2 separate regions of the Gossypium hirsutum genome follow, and region 2 is linked to region 1. A link is a contact called in public Hi-C data. All regions are on one chromosome and are shown on one strand. Each heading gives the region's core, a stretch centred on a gene start, on an enhancer-like site or on the middle of the called end of the contact. The rest is flanking DNA. Distances are from core to core; before and after follow the strand shown.

What was found. Hi-C and Micro-C count contacts between places; a contact is called where the count stands out from the background.
Region 2: a contact with region 1 is called in a Hi-C map of leaf, with 2.4 times the contacts expected there. The contact joins the promoter of LOC107959957 here to the promoter of LOC107892547 in region 1. A contact is called at or near these places in 5 of 34 Hi-C or Micro-C datasets (leaf and seedling).

What each region holds. Positions count from the first base shown.
Region 1 is chrA05:72,392,383-72,398,521 of Gossypium_hirsutum_v2.1, reverse strand. It overlaps LOC107892547, which reads left to right and starts at 2,614. Exons shown (of 2, transcript XM_016817619.2): 1 at 2,614-3,143; 2 at 3,968-4,473. The coding sequence starts at 2,955. The coding sequence ends at 4,216. It overlaps LOC107887336 (outer envelope pore protein 24A, chloroplastic), which reads left to right and starts at 5,680. Exons shown (of 4, transcript XM_041112467.1): 1 at 5,680-6,022; 2 at 6,105-6,139. The coding sequence starts at 5,810.
Region 2 is chrA05:72,679,085-72,684,740 of Gossypium_hirsutum_v2.1, reverse strand. LOC107959957 reads right to left here and starts at 2,093. Exons shown (of 4, transcript XM_016896136.2): 1 at 1,192-2,093; 2 at 899-1,095. The coding sequence starts at 1,873.

The sequences.
Region 1 (6,139 bases), core at 1,365-3,864:
ATCGGGCTGTTACATGCATATTTTGTTTTTATGATTTTAGGTTGTTAACACAAACATGCACAACTAATTTTAAATAAACTTACTTATCTGGAAGAACATTATCATGAAATTAGTTGAGATTTAACATAAACCTAAGTGAAAGGAACTCACGAGAGATTACTAGGTAAAGCTTTACCTATTCTACGGGTTCTTTCCATTTTGTACTAGGGTCTTCTACTGTTCTTTTAGCTAAATAAAATTAAACACACTGTTTAGTACAGATTCAACTGAACCTTAATGTAAAAACAAGAATCGAATACATGCAATTGTTAACCAGAAGGAAGTTTCCTTCCCTTCGATCTCTAATAGAAACATATATAAGTGGTTGCTATAACACTATCATCCTCTGATATTAAACTAAAAAAGGATTCAAGAATTTACCAACAGTTGGCTTGAAAAGGTTAGTTACTAGTCAAGTTGAAAGCTGATACCTTTTTCACACAGCGAAGAACACACTAGGTTTCTTCTGAAAGAAAAAATAACAACAGAGAAATAGGAAATAAAGTCCTCCTCCGTTAAGCATTTATCCTATTTACATAAAAATTAGCTCGTAATTCCACTATAACGGGTTACCTAATAATTTTAGATTCACACACGATTCCACTAATCAAACATCATAAATGAAGCTCTAAAGGTGTCATGCAAAATGACACGTTTCTTACACAGGATTTGATATGTTTCTTGTACGTGTCCTACTAATTGTGGATTCTAAAACAACAAACCTATGCGCCACAATTGAACTCGCCAATGGCTAGTTCACAATGGAAAAGCTCACCAAATACGGAATAGGAATCCACAAGATGATAGAACCTAGCAGAACATTTTGCAAGAGAAACTTAGCCAAATGAAACAATTCACGCGAATTTGACTAGCTCATATGTGAGTCATTGCCAACTTCACTTAGTCAACCAACCAAAACACGGAATAGAAAATTTTGGGGAGTGACAATGGTAAGAATAATGGTAATAGAAAACCAGAAAATAGGAAAAGGAAGCCCAACAACCATTTGAGGGGGCAAGGAGAATGAAAAGAAGCCAATACAATGCTTATTATGTTGTGGACTGCATATGATACAGGACTGTCCAGAGTGATCTGAGATATTCACGATCAATAAGAGAAAGCAAAGTCTAATGAGGAAAGTGTATTGAAGCTTGGATCAATGACACTCAATTCTGTGAAAGCGAAGAGGGATCACAAGTAGAAAATGGTTGATGTTTGTGGACATTAATATCGTAAGCTGAAGGGGGAGTGATCTTGTTGGTACAGGGGTATCTAATTGTTTATATTTGGAAAATCCACGGGTAAACTTGGTCTCTTAATTAGCAAATTGACTAAAAAGATCAAGACTATTAATTCTAAAGAGGTCCCACTTGTAAGAGTAGCACAAGAATTTGAGTTATAGATTAGTTAGTGGAAAGGCAAGGAAGACTTTGAGGTAATTCACTTAGATGATTATGACTTTGTTCTTGGCTTGAATTTCCTAGACAAGATTAATGCTCTTTTGATTTTCTTTTCCGATTGCATATGCATCTTGGATACTCATCAGCAACAATGCATTATGTCGGTGAGTTGAGACATGAGGGGTGAAACCAAGATATTGTTGGTAATCCAGCTGGCTGAAGGTATTCCTTGTGGTGGGAATGTTGGCTTGGTAAATTGGAGTGCCAAAAGGACCTCATTGGAAATGCTAGAGGTGTGGAAAATCCATTTGAATCCTGTTGAGTTATTAGTAGGGCTAGCACCTATGAGAGAGGTCTTTTGTTCATCAAACTTTGTGAGAAAAGTGGTGATACAAACTAGGCAGTTAAACAGAGTAAATGCTATGATTGAAGTAAATCTCAAACACTTTTCTAGTGGTTTTCATTATGATTTATTGTTGGTTTGGCAAAGGAACAAGGATCCTTTCAGAGTTCTAAAGTAGGTAAGCCAAGGGACTTACAAACCAAAGTTGGTGGTAAAACTCAAGGTTAACCCAATGTTTAATATGGGCATGCCTAAGCTTATTTGTGCTGATCAAGGGGATCTTGATTGAGGCAAGCCACAATAGGGGCAAGTAAGAGCGATGGACTCTTACAATCGAGATGTACAAAGGGGAAATATAGTTCAAGTGATTCGACGGAAGTACTTTAGGCCGAGGCATACGTACTTTGTTCGATAGAAGTGACTTTTCAATAGTAAAGCTAGTTGGGAACTAACTGAGGCTTTATCACAGTTCCAAGACTAGGGTGAATATTTTGTAATTTTAGAGAATTTTTGTAAATTCCTTTAAGAATCTCTACTTTGTAGATTGTCTTTAATCTCAACAATTGATGTATTTTAAATTAGACGGTTGGATCATGAAGAGCTCAACTATAAATAGGGTATTTCCCTTTCATGTGTAATGACTTTATTTTTGAGTATTGGTGACAATATCTACTTAAACACTTGGAGTGTTATTGCTTTTTTGTAGTTTTTATTTTTTGTTTGTTTTTTACTTCTTCAGAGTTTGCTTTCATTTTATTTTGATGCCTAGAAAAATTTTAGTTGTGAATTCTTATATTTCTAAAGCTAGACTCATTTAAACGAATTTGAAGCTAATTTTTTTTAACCTAAACCGCACAGTTTACTATATTTGGAAAGCTGACTTGAACTTCGAAGATACTATCAATCTCCAAACACATACTTGAAAGAATGATTTATGAACAAAACCCGCGAACTCTTAACTCCACCATCTCTCGCTCTCAATTATCGTCTCAATTTATTTCCCTTTTTTTTTTCTTTCTGAAAACATGTCTCGAAAGAGAGACAAACCCTACCTCTCCCGTCACGCCCCAGCTTCAATCTCTAAACGGCGTCGTCCTCTGCCACCTCACCCGCCACCTCCGCCGTCTTCTTAGAATGAGGCCAAGCCAAAGCCGCCACCGGCTGTTATTGTCATGGGTCTTCCCCCGAATTGCTCGGTGCTCGATTTGAAGTCGAGGTTTGAGATCTACGGTTCGATCTCTCGCATCCGCATCAATTGTGATGCTGTCGGTTACATTGTATACCGCTCTAAGGAATCCGCCGAGTCCGCCATTGCGGCTTCCCTTGATTCCTCTTTCGGCATTACCGTTGATTCCAAAAGGGTAATTATATAATTAACTGTGTTTAGTTTTTCAGTTCTTGTTTGGTTACTTTTTATAATTGAATCGGTGCTTCCTTTTGATCCTAATTTGAGTAAATTAACCAAGTTGGATAGCTTTAAGGTTGAATTAAAAATAAGAGAGTCGATTAACTTGAAATTTTTACCTTTAAAGAGGAACTGAAGTGTTATAATTTAGAGTTTTAAGGTTGCATTGAAACTAAAAGAGTCAATTAAATGGAAATTTAATTATCCTTTAATGAGGAACTCAAGTTACAATTAGAGCTTTAAGGTTGATTTGAAACTAAGAGAGTCAAATTGAAAATTCTTTAATGAGGAGCTGAATTTACAATTTAGAGCTTTTATAGTTGTAAGCTTAAAGAGTGAAGTTAGAATTTAGAGCTTTAAGGTGGAATTGAAACTAAAAGAGTCAATTAAGTTGAAAATTTTACCTTTAATGAGGAACCGAAGTTAGAATTTAGAGCTTTAAGGTTGAATTGAAACTTAAAGATTGAATTACATTTAAAGTTTTATCCTATAATGAGGAACTGAAGCTAGAATTTAGAAGTTTCAAAAAAAGAAAAGAAAAGAGTTAGAATTTGGAGCTTTAATGTTGAATTGAAACTTAAAAACTTGATCGAAATGAAAATTTTAACCTTTAACAAGGAACTGAAGTTAGAATTTAGAGCTTTGAGGTTGAATTGAACTAAAGGAGTCTGTTAAATTGAAAAATTTACTTTTTAATGAGATGAAGTTCAGATGTAGAGCTTAGCAGTTGACGCTCAACATCAAGAAGTTTGAAATTCTGAATTGTGATTTTGCTTGCAGGTTCAAGTTTTGTGGGCAACCGATCCTTTAGCTCAATGGAGAGACGGAATAGGGGTTAATGCTAATAACGATAAAGGGGCAACATCTTCATCAAAGCTCTTGCGGCCTGAGGTGCCTTTAAGCAGGCATGGAAGAAGTAATAAGCTTGCATCAACCATAGTCAACCCAAGAACCACTGATGATGGTTCTTCAATGTTAGAATTGCCATTTAAAGGTAGAGAAATTGTTGCCTATGATGACATTCTCTAATGCAGGACGTGTGAGTGTTCTTGGGATCTGTCTACTTTGTAACAATAGTGCTAGTTGTTATGAATTAGGTTCATTTTCACTCTAATTTCTAGAAATCTAATGTTTTTAGGGTGAAAATGGTTTGTGTGTTGGAGTTGGAGAAATGAGTTGAAGGAATGGTGTTGTTTTAGTTTATGGCCTTCTAAAGATGTTCCTCTAGTAGTAAAGAATGGAATGTTTTCTTTATTTTATTTATATTGATCATAGTTTTTTTGTTATATATTTTTTGATATGTTTTGAAAGATTCAAGTGTTTCTTGATTGTTGAGTATGGGTGTTTGTTTAAAATGCCATGTGCCTCAGGTTTCAATGTTGGTGAATTTTTTCATTGGAGATTGATAGTGTTATGCTTATTGATTCTAACGTCGCTATGATTCCCCAAGACTGCAAGTCTAAAGCGGGGTGGGATGGCTTTTTTCTCCCAAAATTTATGTTTTTCTGATTTTTTTCAAGTATTTGTGTGACGCATATTTTAATATGAATAGAAGACATAATCCTTCCCAGATCTTCCAAAGTTATTTAAAAAATAATAATTAAGAGATCGATTGTATTCATGGCAAATATAGTATATATGTGTGTTATCTAAAACCCATAAAACACTGTATTATTGTCGTATCTTGTGTGTTACACTTACCACAGCAGATGATTGTCAGCCGCACACTTGGAGAAGGTCTTCGACATTGGCCTTAATCATTGCAATTCTCTAAAAATAATATTTGGTATTTGTGTTACCTTAGATCGGAATTTACTTATTTTCTAAATTTTTTCATATATGGGATGATTAAACTACTTCCATGACTTGAATTTAGGTTTTCTTCTAATTTTTTATCTTAAAATAATATTTATGCTAAATGAATTGAAATTAATTATATGTCCATAATATTAGTATATAAATAGTGGATTAAGATATTTAAATCGGAATTTAAATATTATTTGAATTAGAAATTTACAATCCTTAAGTTAGAAAAAAATGTGGTTTAAATTTGAAAAACTTTGGGTAAATATTAGGCCTAAAAAATAGATTTTGATAAAAAATAATATAGGTTGAGTTTGGGCTTGAGCATTTAAGTTCTGAATCTTCCTCGGCCTAACTCGTTTTTAAATTTTTAATATTTTATATTATATTATTTTTTATATATTATATAATTTATAACATACAAAAATTAAATCTATAATAATATATAATAGCAATATAATAAACATTAAAAAATGTTAATAAGATAATTAAATATAAAATTTTAATAAAATAAAAATTATAAAACATAAAATTAAAAATAATATAAATATATATTTTTAAATTATTTTAAAAATAATATGTGACAAATTCAAACAAAATAACTTTATATTTCAATTTAAGTTCTAACTGAAACAAAATATAAATTATATTAATATCATAGTTAAACTGACCCAAAACCGACCCGGCCCACCTCTACTTCCATTTCATTACTGGCGCCTGGGGAGCAAATAACAACGGAAGACTTCATCAACCCCCTCGCACCCCTCACAGCTTTATAATTTGCAGAAAAGAATATTACAGAAAAAAAAATTGGTAAAGATGATGAATGCTGCAGTGTCTTTTATAGGAGGAACCAACGGCAACAAGAAAGGCTTGTCGGCAACTCTAGCAGCTAATCCAGGAGACCTTAAGCTCCGAGCATCGCTTTCAGACACAAATTTTTCCGATGGCTCCACATTGAACTTTGATGACTTGTTGCTGTCAGTTGAGAAGCCTGGTTCTTTCATCATCGACTTTGACATCACCAAAAAGGTGATAATTTCGTTTATGCATTGCAAGTGTTTGTCAAAATGACTTTTACTTAATTTGCCTTGGCTTTTCTTTTTCTACTCAGGATGTTCAGTTTCAGTTCATGAACACTTTTAAGGT
Region 2 (5,656 bases), core at 844-3,343, 290 kb before region 1:
ATTAATCAGTTTTAAAAAATCCACGAGTAAAAATTTCTCAATTCTTATCGCCATATTTGTTGAGTACAAACAACTTGACAAAAAAATCCAAACTACAGATCATCATATTCGTTGGTTCTAAAAGTTTTATACAATATACTAGCCACCAAGTAGAAACAACTAACAAGAAATTCAAATAATTCTTCCAGTCATTGGTACAAACTATCAACCCTTTAAAAATCCTTCTCAGCTTCTTTCCTAGTTTCTTTTATTCTAGTTAACCCTAACCTCAGATCTAAAGCCTTCCTATTCAGCTGTGTTCCATCAAGTTTTATCACTAACAATACCAAAAATGTTACTTTAACAACCCCCTCCCACCTTAGCAAAAGGAGAACAATGCATAGGTGGATTTAAATTCTCATTTCTATTCCGATGATATGCATATATAAAACAATAGATAAATAAAAGAGACTTGATAGAGTTCAAAATGTTGATGTACAAAGGATCTCGCAACCTAACATAATGGTTAAGAAAATAAAGAAGACTTCATAGATTTTGAAATGTTGATGTCCAAAGGATCTTGCAACCTAACATACTGGTTAAGTCAGGTAAAAAATATATGGAGTTCTAACATTTTTTATGCATACTGAAATATAGATAGCCAGTACGATTCCACTTCAACCTTTTAAGCATACAGATACAAAAAATAGCTATGACAATAGTTTGAATGCAATGCCCTTAAGTTCTCTCATGTCGACACTTACTATTAGAAATTAACAGTCATTTCAACAAAGCTGAAAGTATAGAAATAAAAGGGAAGTCAAGAATTTTATACTACAACATTTATCAGAAATAAAATGCAAAGTTAAATCCAATAACCAAACTCTTTACTCTTCTTAAGCTAGAACAAAGTTAATACCTTTTGCTGATACTGCCCGACAGAATCTTCCACCTGAAGAGGCACAGAAATGGGCACACTCTGCACTGGAACCTGGAAAGTGGTATAAGTCCCAGCAGCAGCAGCTGCAACCACTTCAACTGGAGCCTTCATCTCCGGCGTCGTCGTAAAGTAATCCAAAGCCATAATCTTGTTAAGCCTCTCTCTCAACCCAGCATCTGAAACAAAAAGAACTGCCCAAGTTAGAAAACCTAGAAACTTAAAAATAGAAAGCCCCCCCCCCCAAAAAAAAAACAAATGGAGTGCTTTATTACAGGAGACGTCGGCATTGGGGTCAATGGGCCGGTCAGAGTTGGAAAGCCAAAGCTTAGCATGGTGGAGGCAACGGTGCAAAGCGTTCTTGTGAGACAAACTGGAATCAGCAGAGCGTGAAGTCAATAGTGCACTCAGCGTCGAAATGGAATCCAAATCTTTCTCGCTAAGCAGATCGGTAGCGTCGTCGGTGACATAATCGTAAGTCAGGCAACAGCCCCTCTCGTGCGTCCGAGTCAACATCATCGAAGTGAAATCATTCTGAGACTTTACATCGAACAACGACCCGAAATAGAGCAGGTTGAGGAGATCTTCAACAGCATGATCGGGCTCATTGGGCGGCTGCTGCTGTTGTTGGGCTTCCGAGGTAGTTTCTTCCGCGGAAATGGTTTGACGCTGTAAAGCGAGTGAGATTTCTTCAGAGACGGCGGAGGAGAGAGGGTGGCGAAGCTTCTCGAGTTCGTCGATGAGGGCGGAGACGGAGGGTTTTGAACGTAGGACTTCTTCTTGTTCTTTGTTTAAGGGTTTGCCCTGGGAGACGGATTCTTCCATCTGGAGGATGCGGTTGTATTTCTTGCGTAAGGCACGGATGCGTTTGTTGATGAGGCTAAGGACTGGACCGTCGGAGGAAGTGGTGGTTATTGTGTCGGAGGCAACTGTTGTTGTTGCTGCAGCGGTCGCCATTTGAGGGGTTTTTGCGGTTGACTGTGGTGGTGGCTGATCGCTGTTTGGAAGAGCACCACTGGGAGGTGGTGGCGCTGGTGGTGGTGGTGGTAGTGGTAGTGGGCGGCGGGATAAGAGATTTTTGGAAAAGAAAAGGAAAGTGAATGATTTTGATGTAGGCTTTTTTGGGTAAACCACTGGTTCAAGTAATAGTAATAGTTACAACAAAATAATAATAAAATAGATAAACGATGAGAAAATAAAATAGAAATATCAACAGTTTAACTTCGGATTTTTTTATTTTTTTATTTACTAAGAGTTTACCTTAAAAAGTCATTTTTAAGTATTTAATAATATTATATTCTAAAATATTAATTTTTATTTTTATAATATTTAATAAAAATTTTAACTATTATTCCGCTCAAATTAAAATTATTATTAATTTTTTTAAAATATAATAATAATAAAATACATCATAAGACACCAAATTAACAGTAATTACTACTTTTCCAACGCTAACAAATACCAAATTTCCTTTGTTTATGATATTTTTCTTTTCAAACTTAAATTTGGGATTGAGTTTTAATAAAATTAATATATATTAAAAACTATAAAACTAGACCTTAAAATTTTATATTTTAAAACCTTAAATAATAAATCTTATATTATAAATAAATTTGTCCATGGGTCGAGCTTTAAAAATTAGTTCGAAAAGTAGAATGATTTGAGTAAAAATATAGGCTTGAATAATGAGATTGGACAAAAAAATAAAGCCCGTTTAAAAAATAGATCAGACCTTAGATAAGGGTTTTTGACTCAGGCACAGCTTGACCCGAATTTTCAAAAAGAAAAAACTATTGTTTTGCTACAGTTTTCTCACTGTTTTGCTCTCATTTCACTATTATGTTATTAATTTATTTTTAATTTATTGGAAAACATTTATTTTAATGTTTGTAGTGTTTTTGATGTATAATATTTTTTAAATTTTTATATAAAAATAAAATAAGCAAATTTTAATATGGGTGGGTAAAGTTGGACCTAAGCTTTAATATTTTTATCTGAATCGAATTTTAGCAAAAATTTAGACCCATTTTTCAAGTCTATCCAAGCTTGAAACTATTAATCAAGCTTAAAATTTTATTATCCAATTTGACCCGACCCATGAACAATTATAATCATAAACTTCAAACCTTAAATTTTAAATCTTACCCAACCTTAAATCATAATGTAGTCATTTCTATAAAATCATAATTTTTAAAATTTTAAATTCTAAATCCAGTATGACTTATTTATCCATTGTTGTTTTAAAAATACATTTAGAAAGTACTGGCGGAAAAAATACTGTGAAAAAAGTGTGATTTGATCATTTCAAATGCCTGTTATTGTTGTAAAAAATTATAGTGATAAATTAAAATGTTGTTTTCAGACATATGTTTGAAAGTAAAATTTAATTAATTTATATAATATTTTAATATAATATATAAAATATAAATTTTAAATATCATTTAAATAATTAATATAATTTATTTGAAAAATTAATGATATATAAAATATTTTAAAATTTTAAATATAATGATAAATTATATTGAAAATTTTAATAAAATGATATTTGTGAATAACATTTAAATAATTTAACTTGATAATAAATTATATTTAAATAATTTAATATAATAATACAAAAATATAAATTAATCTAAATTTATAAATACTTTTTAATTAGTTAATGTAAATATGGATTTGGGCTTAGGTGAAAAAGCATTTCCTCATTGGGAAAATGAGGAGAAAATATCAATTTTCAAAATTATTTAGTAAAGTTATTTTTTTCAAGAAAAATAGGTTGATTTTAAAGAAAAACATAAAACATATCTTACTAGATATGTTTTCGTCCAACAATAAATTTTTTCATCAGTCAAAAAATTCAACAGCTAGTTTATTTACTAAACCCAGCTCATTTTTTTTCTTTTGCATTTAAATCTTATTCTCTCAATTCTCTTAAATTATTTATTCTCTTAACTATTTAGTTCCCAATTTTTCATTCAATTTCTTTGAAATTCTTTTTGTTTTAATTTTATATTCCATAAATTATTTAATTTTATTTGTTTTTTATAATTTTAAAAATGTCAATGTCACATATTCATTTGGATGATAGACACATTTACGACGTTGAATTGCAAATGATAAGAAAATATTATTAAAATTTTTAATTTTAATTAATTTAATTATTAAATTGTCGCTTTTTTGATTTTCTAATTTTTTTATGTTTACATAACCAAAATCAAAGATTGGATCATGAAGACGTACATAACACTTTAAGTGCGAGAGACTATATAGGCAAATATTGTGAAAACGAAAACTTAGCAAATTGGTGATGGGCATAATTGGGAGTAGATTGAATTAACTAATTAATTTAACTAAATTTAACTAAGTATGCTAAAAATAAATGAAAGGTAAAAAAAAATAATAAGGAGAAATTCATATGTTTTAATTACGATGACATGAAAGAATTAAATTAATTGTCTTTTTTAACTTAGAATTATTAAAATAATGTTAATGATGTTATGAAAATAAATCATGGCAATTCGGCTATTTATTAACCTATGAAGTCCTACTTATTTAATTATTAAGTTTTTCTAGCATATTTCTACGTTTAATCAACTTGAGAATCTCATAAGTAGAAATCATATTATATGAAGTAACAGTGATATATCTAACTAAAACAATTTAATCACATTAATCTAAGGTTATGCAAGGTAATAAATTTCTTTCAATCTTATTACTACTTTGACCTAATTTATCATAAATAGATCAAATATGCACCATTCATGTAACACTCCTAACTCTAATCCGTCGCCGGAACAGGGTTACGAAGCATTACCGGGATTTATAGATCAAATACAAAAAAATATATATCATTTCACATTCATATCATAAATATGTAATAATCAATCATATCGTCCCTTATGTGAGCCCTCGAGACTCAAAACACGAATTAGAATCAAGTCAGGACTAAACTGAGTACTCAAAGAATTTTTCATGAAACTTCAAAATTTTTCCTAGGTGCAAGGGACACACGCCAGTGTTGTCAAGCCATGTGGCTCACACAGCCAAGTGACTCGCCCGTGTCTTAGGCCATGTGGGCATTCGAAATAAGGCACACGGCCGTGCCTCAGCCCGTGTTAGTACCCGTGTAACTTTCTAACTTGAGTCACACGGCCAAGTCAGACGCTCGTGTGCTAGGCCTTGTGAACATAATATTTTGCATTAAATAGGTGCAGGGGTCACACGGCCAAGCCACACGCCCATATGCCAAGCCATGTGATTAATTTTGTGCATTCTATTTTGAAATTTTAAAGATGTAGGGGCATACGGCCAAGTCACATGCCCATATGCTAAGCCGTGCGCCACACACACCCGTGTCTCTACCTGTATGGACAAAATAAGGCCATTTCTAAGCCATATTTCTCACCCAAATTTGCCTTCCACCTGCATAAACACTTAAACATATTCTTAAGCCAATACAAGACATTCTAATCCATTCAAAATCAAGTCCTATACATGATATAGCATTTTATATTCACATCAAAACATGTCCATCACAAGCCATTCCAACGACTAGTTACAACCGAAACCTTTATATGCCAACATTGGCTAAGTTAACCTATACATGCGATTATAACCAAAGTTGAATTACTAAATATACCAAGATGAGCCGATGGATGATGTGATGATATCTCCGCCAAGCTTCCAGCTCAACAAGCTTCCGAAGTACTGTAAAACAAAAGAAATAAAACAGAGTAAGCTTTT